Regions from separate parts of the Sus scrofa genome. Here regions 1, 2, 3 and 4 are each linked to region 5. Evidence: chromatin contacts called from public HiChIP or PLAC-seq and promoter capture Hi-C data. All regions are on one chromosome and are shown on one strand. Each heading gives the region's core, a stretch centred on a gene start, on an enhancer-like site or on the middle of the called end of the contact. The rest is flanking DNA. Distances are from core to core; before and after follow the strand shown. Region 1 overlaps MKL1 (MKL/myocardin-like protein 1). Region 2 holds the start of CBX7 (chromobox protein homolog 7). Region 3 holds the start of SLC25A17 (peroxisomal membrane protein PMP34). Region 4 holds the start of MKL1 (MKL/myocardin-like protein 1). Region 5 holds the start of TNRC6B (trinucleotide repeat-containing gene 6B protein).

Region 1 (2,700 bases), core at 77-2,576, 520 kb before region 5:
GGAGAAAATGCAAGGAATAAGTGTGTCACTGGTCCCACCGATTTTAAAATTCAGCAGAAAATCTCTTAGGTTGCAAAGCCTAGGAGTAATCCTCTGTAGCTAGAGATGCCACCCTCTGGGACTCTGGCTTCGGGACCCAAGACTGTTCCTGGAATTATCTTCACTTTTTCTTGAAGGGTAGCACGTGGTTGCTGTGTGGTTTTATTAGTAGTTAAATTGCCTGTAGAATTTTGGTAGTCCAACAGGCTTCCTTTGCTTTGTTTTCTTTCTGTCCCTTTCAGGCCAAGCTGGCTGGCGTGTTTCTGCTTATGTAAGAGTCTCAGAAACCTTTTGAGTCTCCTATGTATGTATGTCTCAGGGATTTTTTTTTTTTTTTAAGCAGACATGAATGTCCTATATTGTTTATTAGGTAAGAATTTTTATGATTTTATGATTTTTATTTTTTCCATTATAGCTGATTTACAGTGTTCTGTCAATTTCTACCATACAGCTAAGTGACCCAGTCATACATATCTATATATATTCTTTTTTTCACATTATCCTCTATCATGTTCCATCACAAGTGAGTGGATACAGTTCCCTGTGCTATACAGTAGGATCTCATTGCTTATCCACTAGGTAAGAATTTTATAAACAGTACTTGTATCAGCAGTATCGGTGAAGTAGGAGACTATTGCATCTTCTTCAAGCTGTGTGGCGAGAACCACAAGTAGTGTGGTGGAACTTGAGGCCCTTCTCGAGGCCACAGCTCTTTCTGCCAGCAAGTCAGCCCTCGCATCTCCCTGTGCTTGTAGACTGGTTTGATGCTCCATTGGGTGTCAGGATTTCTTCTCATAGCTTTATGGAATGGATCAATGAGGATAACCTCAGAGAATTTGTACATAGAAGCTTCACCAACTCAGTAAGAATTTAGGACCTCGGCAGTAGACTCAAGGCTTCGGGCAGACTTCAGCTGGTTGACACCATGGGGTGGACAGGCTTGCCATGGTGGCACCCTTAGGCTTGCCATGGTGGCACATGAATCTGATGACCTTACCTGGCCTTGTACCCAGCCTGCGAGCCTTATCAGGCCAGTTGAGGTGGGGGGCCCTGTGAGACGCTGAGGGCTGGTGGGACTGCCGGCAGTGCACTGGAGGAGAAAGCCTCTTCCTCCATAGCTCCTGGAGGTACGCGTAGGCGCCCATCTCGGCTTACATGATGGCTGCCGCCAGATGGAAAGGGGTTCTTGTCATTAGACAGGAGGCTCCTCCGTAGATCTTCCCTGGATAATCGCCTGTCTCTTCCTAGCTTCCGCTTAGACGGTTGGTTGAGGGCCCCTGAGTTACATGTGTGATCTTTCAGCAGGAGTAAAATGTTGTCCAGCCACACTCTTGGCTTTCCTCGCCACAGCAGTGCTTTCTTACTAGCGTCTCCTAATTTTAGCATTTTTTGTGGTCTAGATAAGCTGAGAATTTCTCAAATCATCACATACTAGTTTCCTTTGTTTGACATTTAGCCCATCAATTTTTCTTTCCTCTTGCATTTTGCTGTAAGCAACCAGAAGAAACCAGCCTGCACCTTCAACTTGCTGCTTGAAAATCCCCTTAGCTAAATATCCAAGTTCTGCTTTTCACACAACTGTAGGACGAAATTCAGCTAAGTTTTTTTTTTTGCCATTGTCTGAAAAGGATCCCTTTTGCTCCAGTTCCTTTTTTTTTTTTTTTTTGTCTTTTTGCCCTTTCTAGTGCCACTCCCGCGGCACATGGAGGTTCCCAGGCTAGGGGTCTAATTGGAGCTATAGCCACTGGCCTACATCAGAGCCACAGCTATGCAGGATCTGAGCCGAGTCTGCAGTCTACACCACGGCTCATGGCAATGCCGGATCCTCAACCCACTGAGCAAGGCCAGGGATCGAACCTGCAACCTCATCATTCCTAGTTGGATTCGTTAACCACTGAGCCACAAGGGGAACTCCTTTCCTCCAGTTCCTAATAACATTCCTCATTTTCTTCTGAGACCTTACCAGAAGCACCTTTAGTGTTCGTGTTTTTTACGAGCCTTCTGTTTTTGATGACATTTATAGTCTCTAAAACAGTATAGGCTTTCTGTGTTGTGCTTCTCACTTCCCTCTGAGTTCTCACCAGAATCGCCTTCAGGGTCTCTATTTCTACCAACAGTTTGTTGAAGGCAGTCTAGGCTTTTGAAATTATGCTTCTCCGAATTATTTTTTTAAAGTATATAATGATTTTTATTTTTTTCATTATAGCTGGTTTACAGTGTTCTGTCAGTTTTCTCCTGTACAGCAAGGTGACCCAGTTACACATACATGTATAGATTCTTTTTTCTCACATTATCATGTTCCATCATAAGTGACTAGACATAGTTCCCAGTGCTACACAGCAGGACCTCATTGCTTATCCATTCCTGCGTCTCAGAATTCTTCCAGCCTCTACTCGTTATCTAATTTCAAAGCCATTTCCATGTTTAAAAGAATATGTTATAGCAGCAATCCCACTTCAAGATACCAAAATCTTTATCAGTCAGGGTTCAATCAGAGAAACAGAACAAGTAGGAGATTAAGGGACTTATTACAAGGATTTATTCTTTATCTGATTTGGGGTGGCGGGGGTGGGGGGGACGCTGGCTAGGCAACTGCAGCATCATAGGCTAGGCTGACAGAAAAGACAGTTTGGAACGCTCGGCGGCAGCGGCGGGAGTGGA
Region 2 (2,700 bases), core at 191-2,690, 760 kb after region 5:
GTTTTGTGTATTTTGATTCTATTTTTATCCAGAAGACATTGTTATCATGACATACTATCCATGTTCCTTATTGTTCTTTATTCCCTATTGCAGCAGACTTTTGTCTGTGATCATCTTCCTCCTGCCTGAAGTTCCTCCGTTGGAATTTCCTTTAGGGAGGGTCTCCTGGTGGCAAGGTCTTGGTTTTCGTATCTATGAATGTTATGATTACACTTTGTTCTAGAAAGATGTTTTCACTGGGTGCTTAAATTTTGAAATAAAATTTCACTGAATTTCGACGATGATGCTTATTTTCTGTCAGGGCTCTGAATATATCATTCTACCACCTTCCCACTGGCTTCCGCTGCTCCTGATAAAAAGTCAGTGTAAACCTATTTCTTTGTTTCCAGACAGAGGCGTTTTTTCCAGACAGAGGGCAACAGGGGGGCCACGGAAGGTTTCTAAGCACTCGGAGCACTCCGTCAGATCTGCACTTCAGAAAGCACCCTCTGGCACTGTGTGGACACGGGCGGCTCGGAGGGGTGGGCAGTGAGAAGGTTGCCCAGAGAACGGACATGGGGTGTGGAGGGGAGGAGATCAGAGAGGCGGGACTTGGGGTCATTGCAGCAGGAGTTGGGAATCAGAGAGGCAAGGATGACTAGGGTTCCGAGCTAGGATGAACGGTGGCGCCGTAGCGGAAACAGAGGGGAGGTGAGGATAAACGGTTCGTTCGGGACCTCCCGATGCATTCATTCCAGAAACAGTCGAACACCTACTTATGTGCCAAAAGCCAAAAGCATGTGACTGGGGACTCGTGGCTGCGTGGCACCAAATTCCGTCCCACTGTGCACCTTAGATCTGTCGCGGCTGCACCCGTCGCCAAGTATTGCCTCGAAGTAGCCGCCGCGTGGGATCCCGAAGCCTCAGCACAAGCACCGGCAGACCCGCTGACCGACAGAAGAATGGACAAGCGGGCGCCCGCTCAGGACTGGCCAAATCACGCCGCTCAGGAGCCGGTATCTAGAAAGACCACCGTGCGGAGAAGCCCCAACGCATTGGGAAACCTTGGCCGTCCCCGCCCTCCTGCCCCCCAAGGGTCCGTTTCGCGACCCCGCCTGTCGTTTGTGCGAGGTGGGGCACATGGTCTCCCCGCTCTGCCGGTGTCCTCATCTGCCCAACCCGGGCCATGCCGTTTCCGGCCCCTCAGAGTCACCGGGAGGATTTTAGGAAATGCGTCCGGGTAGTAAGAGCTCGGAGCCGAGCAGCGACTGCACCAAATAAGTCCCGCGAGCCCGCAGCTCCAGCGAGCGGCGCGGAGCCCGCAGGTCGGGCGGGGCGGAGCTCCAGTGGGGGCGGGGCGGGGCGGAGCCAGGAAGGAGGGAGGGAGGGAGGGGCGTGACCTGCCCAGCGCGAGCCGAGCCCCCGCCCCGCCCCCGCCCCCGCCCCGCGCGCTCGCTCGCTCGCTCGCGCGCGCCGAGGAAAACGTTGCGCAGGTTCAAAAATGGAACGTCGGCGGCGTGAGGGAGCGCGAGGGGGTGTGCGCGCGTGCGCGTGCGCGTGCGCGCCCGGGCGAGGGTGACGGGGTCCCCGCTGGCCCGAGCATCGCGCGCCGCAGACGCGGCCCCGCAGCTCCGCCCCCGGCCCGGCCCGGCCAGGCCCCGGGCCCGCTCGCCCGCCGCCCCACATGGAGCTGTCAGCCATCGGCGAGCAGGTGTTCGCCGTAGAGAGCATCCGGAAGAAGCGCGTGCGGAAGGTGAGGCTGCCCGGGGGCGGCTCCCAGGACCCCTGTGGGGTCCCCTCTTGTCCTCAGCACTGTCACCTTCAAGCTGGAGGCGACGGCGAAAGTGGGGCAGGGGTGCCCAGGCAGCTCCGCACTGCCGGGCTCCCATCCCCAACCCGTGCCTCAGTTTCCCCCGCTACCTTGTAGGGCTAGTAGTATAAAAGTTGTCACCCCAGGATGCTGGGGGCAGATAAGCTCGCCAGAGCTAGAAATTAGGATCAGACCGTAGGGATCCTGAATGTCATCCTTTCTCATCCTCCCCTCATTCTAAATATAGGGAAACTGAGGCCCAAATGAAGAAACGGCTTGCCTAGTGTGTTCGACGCAGATCGGGGTCTCGAACTCAGGACTCTGGACTCTTGGTGCCAAGTCCTTTGAAGTTGGAGGCGGAGCTTTGGAAAAAGCCGTCTCTTAGTCTCTGAAGTCTAACTGCTGGACTTCGACCTTTTCCGATTCCTTCCACACCCTCACCTCCGAGTCTCTCCCCTCTGCCAGTGCACGCCCCCGTCTTCCCCTCCCCAACTCGCAGCCCCGCCCGGCCAGGCCAGCCGGGCTCCGAGAAGCTGCCTACAGCGCTGGGGCATCCACGAAGCTCCTCCCCCTTCGCCTTCGCCTCCAAAACATACACCCTGCAATTTAAGGAGGCATCTCTTCCGCTGGGTTTGGTCCCTGTGCCTCAGGGCTGGACTTTGGCCGTGCACACGTTTGCAAAGTGATCCGGCCCCAGACTGGAGGCTGGGGACGAAGTGTTTGAGGAAAGTTCCTGTCCCCAGCACGCACCACCATCCTTTTGCCTTATCTCCTCTCCGCAGCCCCTTGGGAAATTCTAGCGGCAGGATAGGAAGAGGTCTTAAAGAGTTCATCTCCTTGTATTTGACCAAGGCACAGACTGAGGCCCGGGCTGGGGAAGTAGCCTGGTCAAGGTCACACAGCAAGTTAGA
Region 3 (2,700 bases), core at 40-2,539, 690 kb before region 5:
ACCCCTGGCCTGGGAATGTCCACATACCACAGGTGCGATAGTAAAGAAAAAATATTAATCGTGTTCAATTACCATCATAAAGACAGTATATTTATAAATCTGCATGCTACATAATCCGGTTTGTTCTTGAGAGAGCTTTCAATTTAATTAGGAGTTCATGAGAACTGAGTTCTCAAATTTTCAGCAGACAAGCTTCTATGTTCTAGTGCCAGAATCCTATCTTCATTTGACTTTCACTGCGCCTTCCTGTCATGACTCTAGAGGGTGGTAGAAATGATTCCTACAACAGGACATCTAGCGGCAACTTAAATTAGTACATACAAATAAGCACTTCTAAATACGTGTCCCCAGCTCGTCTTTGACTTAGCTGTGGTCACCACCCTAAATGAAAGGGAGTTTAAAGGGAAAGGGATCCTAACCAGTGGTGGTTAAAATATTTTCTGCAAATTTTGTGAAAACACAAGCAGGTGAACATCTTTAGGGCCCTCTGCTGGGAGTAAATGTAAAGGGCAGAAAACATTGAGGCTGGCTGTAGTAAGTACTCGAGGATTATCAGCAAGGATTATAAAAGTAAACTAACCGGTCCTGAAGCTGGCAGAGACGCTGAACTATGGTGCCCAAGTGAAGAAGTAAGGTTGAAGTTCTAAAGCATGGTGTATTATGCTATGATGTCGGTGAGGGGTGGTAGCGTGTGGTTTTCTAGTTCTGTGTAGTTTGGTTTTTCACTTTTCAACACAAAAGAAGTTTTTTCTTCTGCATTTTATAAAGTATATCTACATAATTTGTAATCCTCACAGCAGGTAGAGTCGATTTTAATTATCATTTCACAAAGGAAACCAAAAGGTTAAATGATCTTCCTAGCTGCTAACTAGTTTGTTCCCATCTCTTTATGATTATCTGATTCCCTGAAGCTCAAGTTCTCTTCCTACCAGGAGGTAGACCTGCCCAAGCAATACTTACTTCCGCTTGACCAAAATGTGACTAAAAACACTAGTGAGAAGAAAACAGGAAAATGAATCCCCCATCTTTCTTGTCTCCAGCTTGTCTTACGGACAGAAGTGGAGAAAAAGGAGGCTGCGTAGGTTTTCTGTCGCCCCCTGTGTTGGAGTTGACGTGAAGCACGACTGGCCAAGCCCTGGGAACTCCAGGGAACCACAGGGGTGGTGGGGCCAGCACGCACTGCCCCGCCCGGCGCAAGCCTCGGGGGCCAATCAGAACCAAGGGGCGTCCTCAGGCCCGCCTTCCCTTCCCTCCAGCCTCTGGCCGGGAGACTGGGCGCCCTGTGACCCGGAAGGAGTTGTTTTGGAGGAGGCGGGCTTGAGAGGGTGGAGTTTCTGACGCTACCTCTCGGGGCTCCAGTGCTTCTTTCCTCTCTCGACTGGCTGTGGCTCCTGCTGGAGAACTGTGACCAGGTCTGCGGGAACCGCACCTATGGCTTCCGTGCTGTCCTACGAAAACCTGGTCCACGCCGTGGCAGGAGCCGTGGTGAGGCGGGGTCTTCACGTCCGGGCCATTGCGGGTGTGGGGCTTCTCTGGGGCCGGACCGGGATGTGACTGGGGGATGGGGATGAGAAGGAGTTCGTGTGGAGTCTCTTGGCCTGACTGGGGCGAAGAGGAATGGGGCTTAGGTGAAGTGTTGCTAGAAGCATTTGGGGTGAAGGCCGACACTTACCCTCCGCCTCTGGCTACCGCTCTGGCCAGTTAGAGAATATCTGGGATGTAGGCAGCGGTGGTCCCACACACCCTCGGGGAGAAAGTAATTGCAGTTTTCTTTGACTTCGGAAATATAAAGGGCAGTCATTCCCCCTCTCCCTCCCCCACTCCACACACAGACTTTGTCTCACTGGGCCAGAGGCGAGCCTTGGTGTAAAGCTGTGTTGCTTAATCACATGCTTAATTACACATCTTGCTGCAGGCAAGTGGTAGAACCTAGTCGGGGTACCTCTTGTTCTTGGCAGAAGAAAAATACCTCTTTTTGTTTTGTTTTGTTTTAATTAAATCAAGATCAAAGTTCCCCTCTACCCAGGTGTGGTTTACTCTGAGGAATATGCTTGGTTCTTGGGCTTCTGTATGTCTCGCTTCCATTTGACACCACTCCCTTTTCCTAGGAACTTTACACTCTGGGTTTGGGTAATTTCCCCTCCTGGTTCTTATCCTGTTTCTCTGACTGCCTTTCCTTACATCCCTCTCTAGCTGTCGACGTGCACCTGGACTCATTGGGACTTCAGAAGAACATTACTGAGTCCTCTCCTAGTCCCCCCAAACTGCACTGTGAGCTCAGGATTCTGTGCATAATAATGGGAATTGAACCGCAACTCCATCATGTGTTGGATAGGTGGTCTTTAAATGTCACTTTCCGAATCTGTAAAGGGGGGGTATTGACACCTACTTCACAGAGTTGTTAACGTGATTTAGGTGACACAGTAGTTCATGGAAGTGTCTGATTTGGAAGTCTTGGTTCATTCAATTAGACTAGAAGAGCTTTCCAGCCAGTGTAAAGTCTTGCTCTGCAGTGGAGGCTTGCTTGACCTGCTCTAGGATGGGCGTGGAGACCTCTGTGTCTGGAATGGAGACAACAAAGATGCAAGTGGGTTTCAGGGGACCAAGTGGTGTGAGACTTTTCACTCTGAGTGTGAAATACAGACAGCTAGCCAACTGTTGCGTTTTTGAGCATGCAGCAGCTTGCTGGTTTACATCATT
Region 4 (2,700 bases), core at 131-2,630, 560 kb before region 5:
TGAAGCGTGTGGTGTTTAGAAGTAACATTGTTGGTGATTAGAGCAACACTGTTTCCGTAACACTGTTTCTGAGTCTAGTGCGTTGGAGAGAGAGGAATAAGCCCGGAGCGTTGCATGAAGCTCAGCCTGAGTGGTTCAGGGCGGAGCCCCCTGCACGTTGTGGTGTTTTCGTTGCTGCACTTGGGACTGTTCCCCGCCTGCAACCGCCCTGTGGCTGGACGGCTGTCCCTCCAGGCCCACGGTCCTGTCAGTGTAGACCACTGCAGGAAGGATCCCTGGAGTCTTGGTGAAAAGCTTTGTGCAGGCATTGGGTGGGGCTTCCCCTCATATTTATGATCTTAATTTATACAGAGCCCACCGTGCCGCACAGGCCTCCTGTATCGCTATGTACATATCCACCTCTGGGGTTGTAAGTACCCTGTTCTGTGTATAAATAAAACTGGCCTGTTTTTGAAAAACAAAAATAAAAACATGTCCACACAAAAACCTGTACACAGGAGTTCCCTGGTGGCCTAGTGGGTTATGGATCTTGTATTGTCACTGCTGTGGCTCAGGTCACTGCTGTGGCACAGGTTCAATCCCTGGCCTGGGAGCTTTTGCATGCCATGAGTGTGGCAAAAAAAATCCAAAACCTGTGCACAAATGTTCATAGCAGCATTAGTCATGATAACCAAAAAGTAGAAACAACCCAAAGGTCCATAAACTGAATGGAAAAATAAAATGTAGTATAATCACACAATAGAATATTATTCAGCCATGAAAAAGAATGAAGTACTGATACTTGCTACAACATGATTGAACCTTGAAATCGCTACACTAAGTGAAAGAAGCCGATCACAAAGACTATATGGCTTATGATTCTATCTTTATGAGATGCCCCATGTAGGCAAATCTTTGGAGCTATAAAGTAGGTTAGTGAATGCCTAGGGCTGGGCGAAAGGTGGGGTGGGGGAAGGAAATGACTGCTGATGACTAGGAGTTCTTCCATGGGGTGATGAAAATGTTCTAAAATTTACTGTGGTGATGGTTGCACCACTCCGTGAATATACGAAAAACCATTGAATCATACCTTTCAAAAGATGTGTTTTATGGTATATGAATTACATCTCAATAAATCTGTTTTGAAAAAGCGGGTGAGGGTGGGAGGGCTGTAACCACAGGAAGCCTTGAGGAAGGCACAGTCTCTTCTCCGTTTTCAGGGCAAGTATCTAGTCTCTCCCTCCTCGCCCAGCCTCCTGGGAGCCTCGTCCAGCTACAGCTTGCCCACATTTGGAGGATATTAGGACTGCCCTTTGGGAACAACTTTGAACACTCTTTGCTGAAAGGGACTTCCTAGGAACACCTTCGACATCTGAACTGTGGTGTCAAGTTGGGCTTCAGCTGATTCTGCTGACAATGTTGGACTCAGTACTTGGGTGGATTTACAGCTTGGCTCTGCTGCTGACTTGCTGTGTCATCCAGTAAGTCCCCGACCTGCTCTGTGCCAAATGGTAACCAGAGTAAAATGAGCCTGCCTTGGGATTCTCCTTGCTGCAGGCTTTTTTTGTATGTGTTGGGGCGGGGAGGTGGGGGTGCTGGCAAAATGAGAGTAACTAACATTTGCACAGGCTTTTTTTACACACATGCCTTTTCTTAGCTGACCCCGTGGAACAGATAAGATCCACAGCGCAGATGTAGATACGGAGGTTCCTAGAGTTGGGTGACTCTCAGGGCCGTCCAGCTGGCGGTGCTGCACCCCACGCCTAGGCCTTCTGCTCTTCTGATTCCAAATTCTGAGTTCATTCCTCTCCATGGCACTCCCTTTTTTTTTTTTTTTTTTTTCTTTTTAAATAATGATTTTTATTTTTTCTGTTATAGTTGGTTTGGGCCCCCTTCTGATGACTCTCTTTCTTTCGGCTTCTGAAATGCCTACATAGAGAAAAGGACTTACCTTTCAAATTGGTGCCAGCCACTGTGTTTTCAGCCCTTGCAGACAGCCCCTCTCCAGCCTTCCCTCTCTGGCCATTTGCCTGCTGGTTGCCTCTCACCCACTTCAGTTCTGCAGCATCTGGGCTCTGATCTCACCCAGCTGAACAAGGCTGGCTCACCCTCTGATGGTGGGTAAATGTTTGCAGAAAGCTTTGAGGTGGGGCTGGAATGAAAACCCAGCTCTCTTTTTTTTTTTTTTTTTTTTTTTTCTGCTTTTTAGGGCCGCACCCACAGCATATGGAGATTCCCAGGCTAGGGGTCGAATCGGAGCTACAGCTGCTGGCCTACACCACAGCCATAGCAACTTGGGATCTGAGCTGCATCTGCAGCCTACACTGAGGCTCACGGCAACGCCAGATCCTTAACCCACTGAGCAAGGCCAAGAGTCAAACCCACATCCTCATGAACTCCGAGAAGCCAGTTCTTTTTCAGAAGAGCTTTAAACCCCAGTTTTTTATTAGGGTACCCAGGACGCTTCATGATCTGGCCTCTACCCACCTGTCAGGCCTCTGCCTCCACCACCTCCTATTTCTCCCCGTGTCATATTTCAGTGGCTTAGCATTGCTACAAAGTGTCCCATGCTTCTCCAACGTCTACACACAATGGCCCCTTGGATTTTTCTTTGCTTGTCTGCCTCCTAAGCTCTTTTTCAAAATGCCCCAGAATGTCCTTCGCCCCCAGCTCCCTTCTGCTCCCTGCTCTGTCCTCCACCAAACATCCAGCACGACAAAT
Region 5 (2,700 bases), core at 127-2,626:
CACGGCCAAAAAACGAACAAAAAACCAGTTAAGAACTAAGAAACTATAAAGCCATCATTATCATCATCACTGCATCCCACGTGAAACAAGCCGGTCTGATTTGTACTCCGGATTCTAGCCTTAGCGTAGCAACCTACTACATTCACATCTCCACTACCTACCTACAAGGATACTGCACACTGTAGAGGTGCCAAGGTGCTGTAAGTTCTGCTTTTTAACAGACATTTACATAACATCACCAAAAGAATAAACAAAGTTTCAAAGCCAAGATGCTTCTCCAAATCAATAGGAAACTATCATTCTACTGAAATTCCCTGCAAGTAAGAAGTAAATAGCTTCTATTGTTAAACTTTCACAAAATACAAGATATGAGGTATCAAAACATTTGTTTGCTTAACTGCTGGGGGGGGGCAAAATTAATGACATTTTATTCACTTACTATGGAGAAACATCTCTGGCCAATTCTGTTGTATGATGCTGCTTATACTGCAATACAAAGGAGCAACTTGAAATTCACCTTATCTCTCACTCAATCTCTAGCGCAGATGCTAAAAAGTAATAAAACAGCCAAAAGATACAAAGATACATGAGAAAGCAAGGAGCCTGAAAAGACCCAGATAGTATTCTGTGCTCAAAGATATGAGGATAGGTTGGTCCTTAAAGTGCCCGACTAGAGGCTACTGGCTGTCTTCAGCCTCTACAGTGTATTTAAGCCCACTGTGGAAACCGGCTAGTTTGAAGCCACAGGGCGCAGGACCAGGGGACAGCAGAAAACACCTCGGGCTGAACGTCCTCTGCCAGTCCCCTCCTTTCCCCGTGGAGAGTGAATCGCCTCTGGAAGGTGGCCACACTCAGGGCTCTGGGGTGAGGGATGGGGGCGGGATCCCCCGGTCCGGGATGAGCAGGGGAACGCATTCGCTCCGTCACGCAGGTCTTGCACACAGGTGGGGACCGAGAGGCTGAGGCCTGCCGCCTCCCTCTGCCACTGCCTGGCAGGGGCCCCGACGCGCCTCCGCGGGCCTCGGCTCTTTGCCACTACCGGGACCCCTCCCCGCCCCGAGGTCCCCCGGCGACGAGAAGCGAACTCGATCGACCAGCCCACCCGGAAGCCCTCCCCCAGCTCACACCTGCCGGCGCGTGACGCCCAGAGCCGCGCGTGCGCGCCCGCCCGGCCCTTCCATTCCCAGCGCCCCTTCCCCGCGCGCGGACGTCGACCGCGTCCCTCCCCGCCCTGGGGTCAAACCCACCAGACGCCCGCCCCACGGAGCGCGCGCCCAACGCCGCCGCCCCCGCCTGCCCCGCGCGCGCGCTCACGCCCCTCCCGGCCCTCTCCCCGCCGCGCGCGCTCACTCGCGAGGACATGCACACGCTGCGCCTCAGCTTGACAGGCCGGCCCCGCGCGGCGCGCTCCCGCGGGCGTCCTCACCCACCCGGCCGCCCGACTCTGACTGGGCGGTGAGCGGGGGAGGGGAAGGACAGCAGTGGCCGTCGGTCCTCACTCACCGCCGAGCCGTGCCCGCTCCGAGTGCGCGGCGTTCCGCTGTGAGGCGATGCGCTGCGAGGCGCGCGGTCCCCGCTTCTCCGCAGGCTATGGAGGCGACGTAGTAGGGAGACTGAGGGGCTCGGGGGGGAGTCACTCCCTCCCGCTTCACCTCCGAGAAACACGGGGACCCCAGAAACTAAAAACAAAATAAACAAACTTTCCCCTCCGCCTCCCTCCCCCAAAACCACAACACAAACACTCGGGGGCCCGCCCAGAGCCCCATTCCATTGGCCGCAGGAAGGATGCTGCCGGCCGTCACTGGCTGCCTTCTATGCCCGTCAAGCTGCTGTTCCGCCCCTCCAATTCCTCGCCGCTGCCGTCGCCCCTCATTGGTTAAGTGCGTTCCGTTTGACGAGCTAGGATTGGCTACGCTGCCTGCGCCAATCATTAGGGGACACACCCCCTCAGCATCCCAGAGGCCGCTTCCTCCGTTGCGGACTGGGAGAGGCGAAGGGGAAACTAGAGCATGATGGCGGCCGAGCTCACTTGGCGCAACCATCGCCTTTTTTCTTTTATTTGCTCATTAGTGCCTCGGCCTCGCGCTGTTTCCCCTAAGGTCCTCTCTCTATCCACTACTGCCTAATAACGGAATCTATACGTCCCGGCTCCTTGATTTATCCCCTCCGAAGTGCTGAGTGTGGGCTGGTTGTACGTCATTGGACTGTTGGAATGTCACTCCCTGGTCAAATCCTCAAACTATTGGTGGGACGGCAAGAGAGCCCGTCCAACAACAAGAGCTAGTGCCATTGGTTTGTCTCCACCGAGTTCTTTCCTGGTACCTTATTGGGCTAAAAGGCGCGTCGGTCAGATCTGGATTCGTTTTGCTACGGTTGTTTGCTAGGGAGTTTAGATGACTCTGGTCGTTTGGCCTGTAGTTGACTGTAATAACGACTGCTATTTATTGCGTGCCTACTTTGTGCCAACTATGCAGAGATCTTTACAGGGACTATTGGTTAAACCCGTGAGTTTTATATTCTAAATTTTACCGATAGGAAACCAGGGCTCCAGAGCGGCTGGGATATTTGCCCAAGGTCACCTAGGTGGGAAGTAGTAGACCGGCATTTGGTCCCAGGTCTGTTTGACTCCATTGCCTTAGCTCTTTTCGCTTTTAGTGCCTTTACCTTAGCCTAGAATTGTACCCATCAGCCAACCCAACA

Evidence for each region. Promoter capture Hi-C pulls out the DNA fragments that hold promoters and counts their contacts. HiChIP or PLAC-seq counts read pairs in DNA pulled down with a chosen protein or histone mark.
Region 1: a contact with region 5 is called in an H3K27ac HiChIP or PLAC-seq map of alveolar macrophages. The contact joins the enhancer-like site here to the promoter of TNRC6B in region 5. A contact is called at or near these places in 2 of 5 promoter capture datasets (fetal liver and fetal skeletal muscle), 4 of 47 Hi-C or Micro-C datasets (brain, heart right ventricle, liver and 1 more) and 2 of 2 datasets of contacts at active chromatin or transcription factors (alveolar macrophages and skeletal muscle).
Region 2: a contact with region 5 is called in a promoter capture Hi-C map of liver, with 4 times the contacts expected there. The contact joins the promoter of CBX7 here to the promoter of TNRC6B in region 5. A contact is called at or near these places in 1 of 5 promoter capture datasets (liver), 5 of 47 Hi-C or Micro-C datasets (embryonic fibroblasts, liver, omental adipose tissue and 2 more) and 1 of 2 datasets of contacts at active chromatin or transcription factors (skeletal muscle).
Region 3: an H3K27ac HiChIP or PLAC-seq map of alveolar macrophages shows a contact between it and region 5. The contact joins the promoter of SLC25A17 here to the promoter of TNRC6B in region 5. A contact is called at or near these places in 1 of 5 promoter capture datasets (liver) and 2 of 2 datasets of contacts at active chromatin or transcription factors (alveolar macrophages and skeletal muscle).
Region 4: an H3K27ac HiChIP or PLAC-seq map of skeletal muscle shows a contact between it and region 5, with 4 times the contacts expected there. The contact joins the promoter of MKL1 here to the promoter of TNRC6B in region 5. A contact is called at or near these places in 1 of 5 promoter capture datasets (skeletal muscle), 5 of 47 Hi-C or Micro-C datasets (embryonic fibroblasts, fetal skeletal muscle, mesenteric adipose tissue and 1 more) and 1 of 2 datasets of contacts at active chromatin or transcription factors (skeletal muscle).

The regions. Positions count from the first base shown.
Region 1 is chr5:7,787,280-7,789,979 of Sscrofa11.1, forward strand. All of the region lies in intron 2 of MKL1 (MKL/myocardin-like protein 1), which reads left to right. Among named protein-coding and RNA genes, the nearest start is that of MKL1, 37 kb to the left of the region's middle. Within about 2 kb of position 1,327, at least 7 of the 83 cell types and tissues checked have an H3K27ac peak or open chromatin away from gene starts, as enhancers often do. A contact at or near this core is called in alveolar macrophages, where this site is marked.
Region 2 is chr5:9,068,872-9,071,571 of Sscrofa11.1, forward strand. It overlaps CBX7 (chromobox protein homolog 7), which reads left to right and starts at 1,441. Exons shown (of 6, transcript XM_013997510.2): 1 at 1,441-1,732. The coding sequence starts at 1,664.
Region 3 is chr5:7,621,349-7,624,048 of Sscrofa11.1, forward strand. It overlaps SLC25A17 (peroxisomal membrane protein PMP34), which reads left to right and starts at 1,290. Exons shown (of 9, transcript XM_003126004.4): 1 at 1,290-1,485. The coding sequence starts at 1,432.
Region 4 is chr5:7,749,970-7,752,669 of Sscrofa11.1, forward strand. It overlaps MKL1 (MKL/myocardin-like protein 1), which reads left to right and starts at 1,381. Exons shown (of 16, transcript XM_021092835.1): 1 at 1,381-1,460. The coding sequence starts at 1,396. It also overlaps a transcript of MCHR1 not described here.
Region 5 is chr5:8,309,688-8,312,387 of Sscrofa11.1, forward strand. It overlaps TNRC6B (trinucleotide repeat-containing gene 6B protein), which reads right to left and starts at 1,377. Exons shown (of 26, transcript XM_021092847.1): 1 at 1,351-1,377. The coding sequence starts at 1,362. LOC102162756 (a long non-coding RNA gene) reads left to right here and starts at 2,278. Exons shown (of 2, transcript XR_001305237.2): 1 at 2,278-2,504.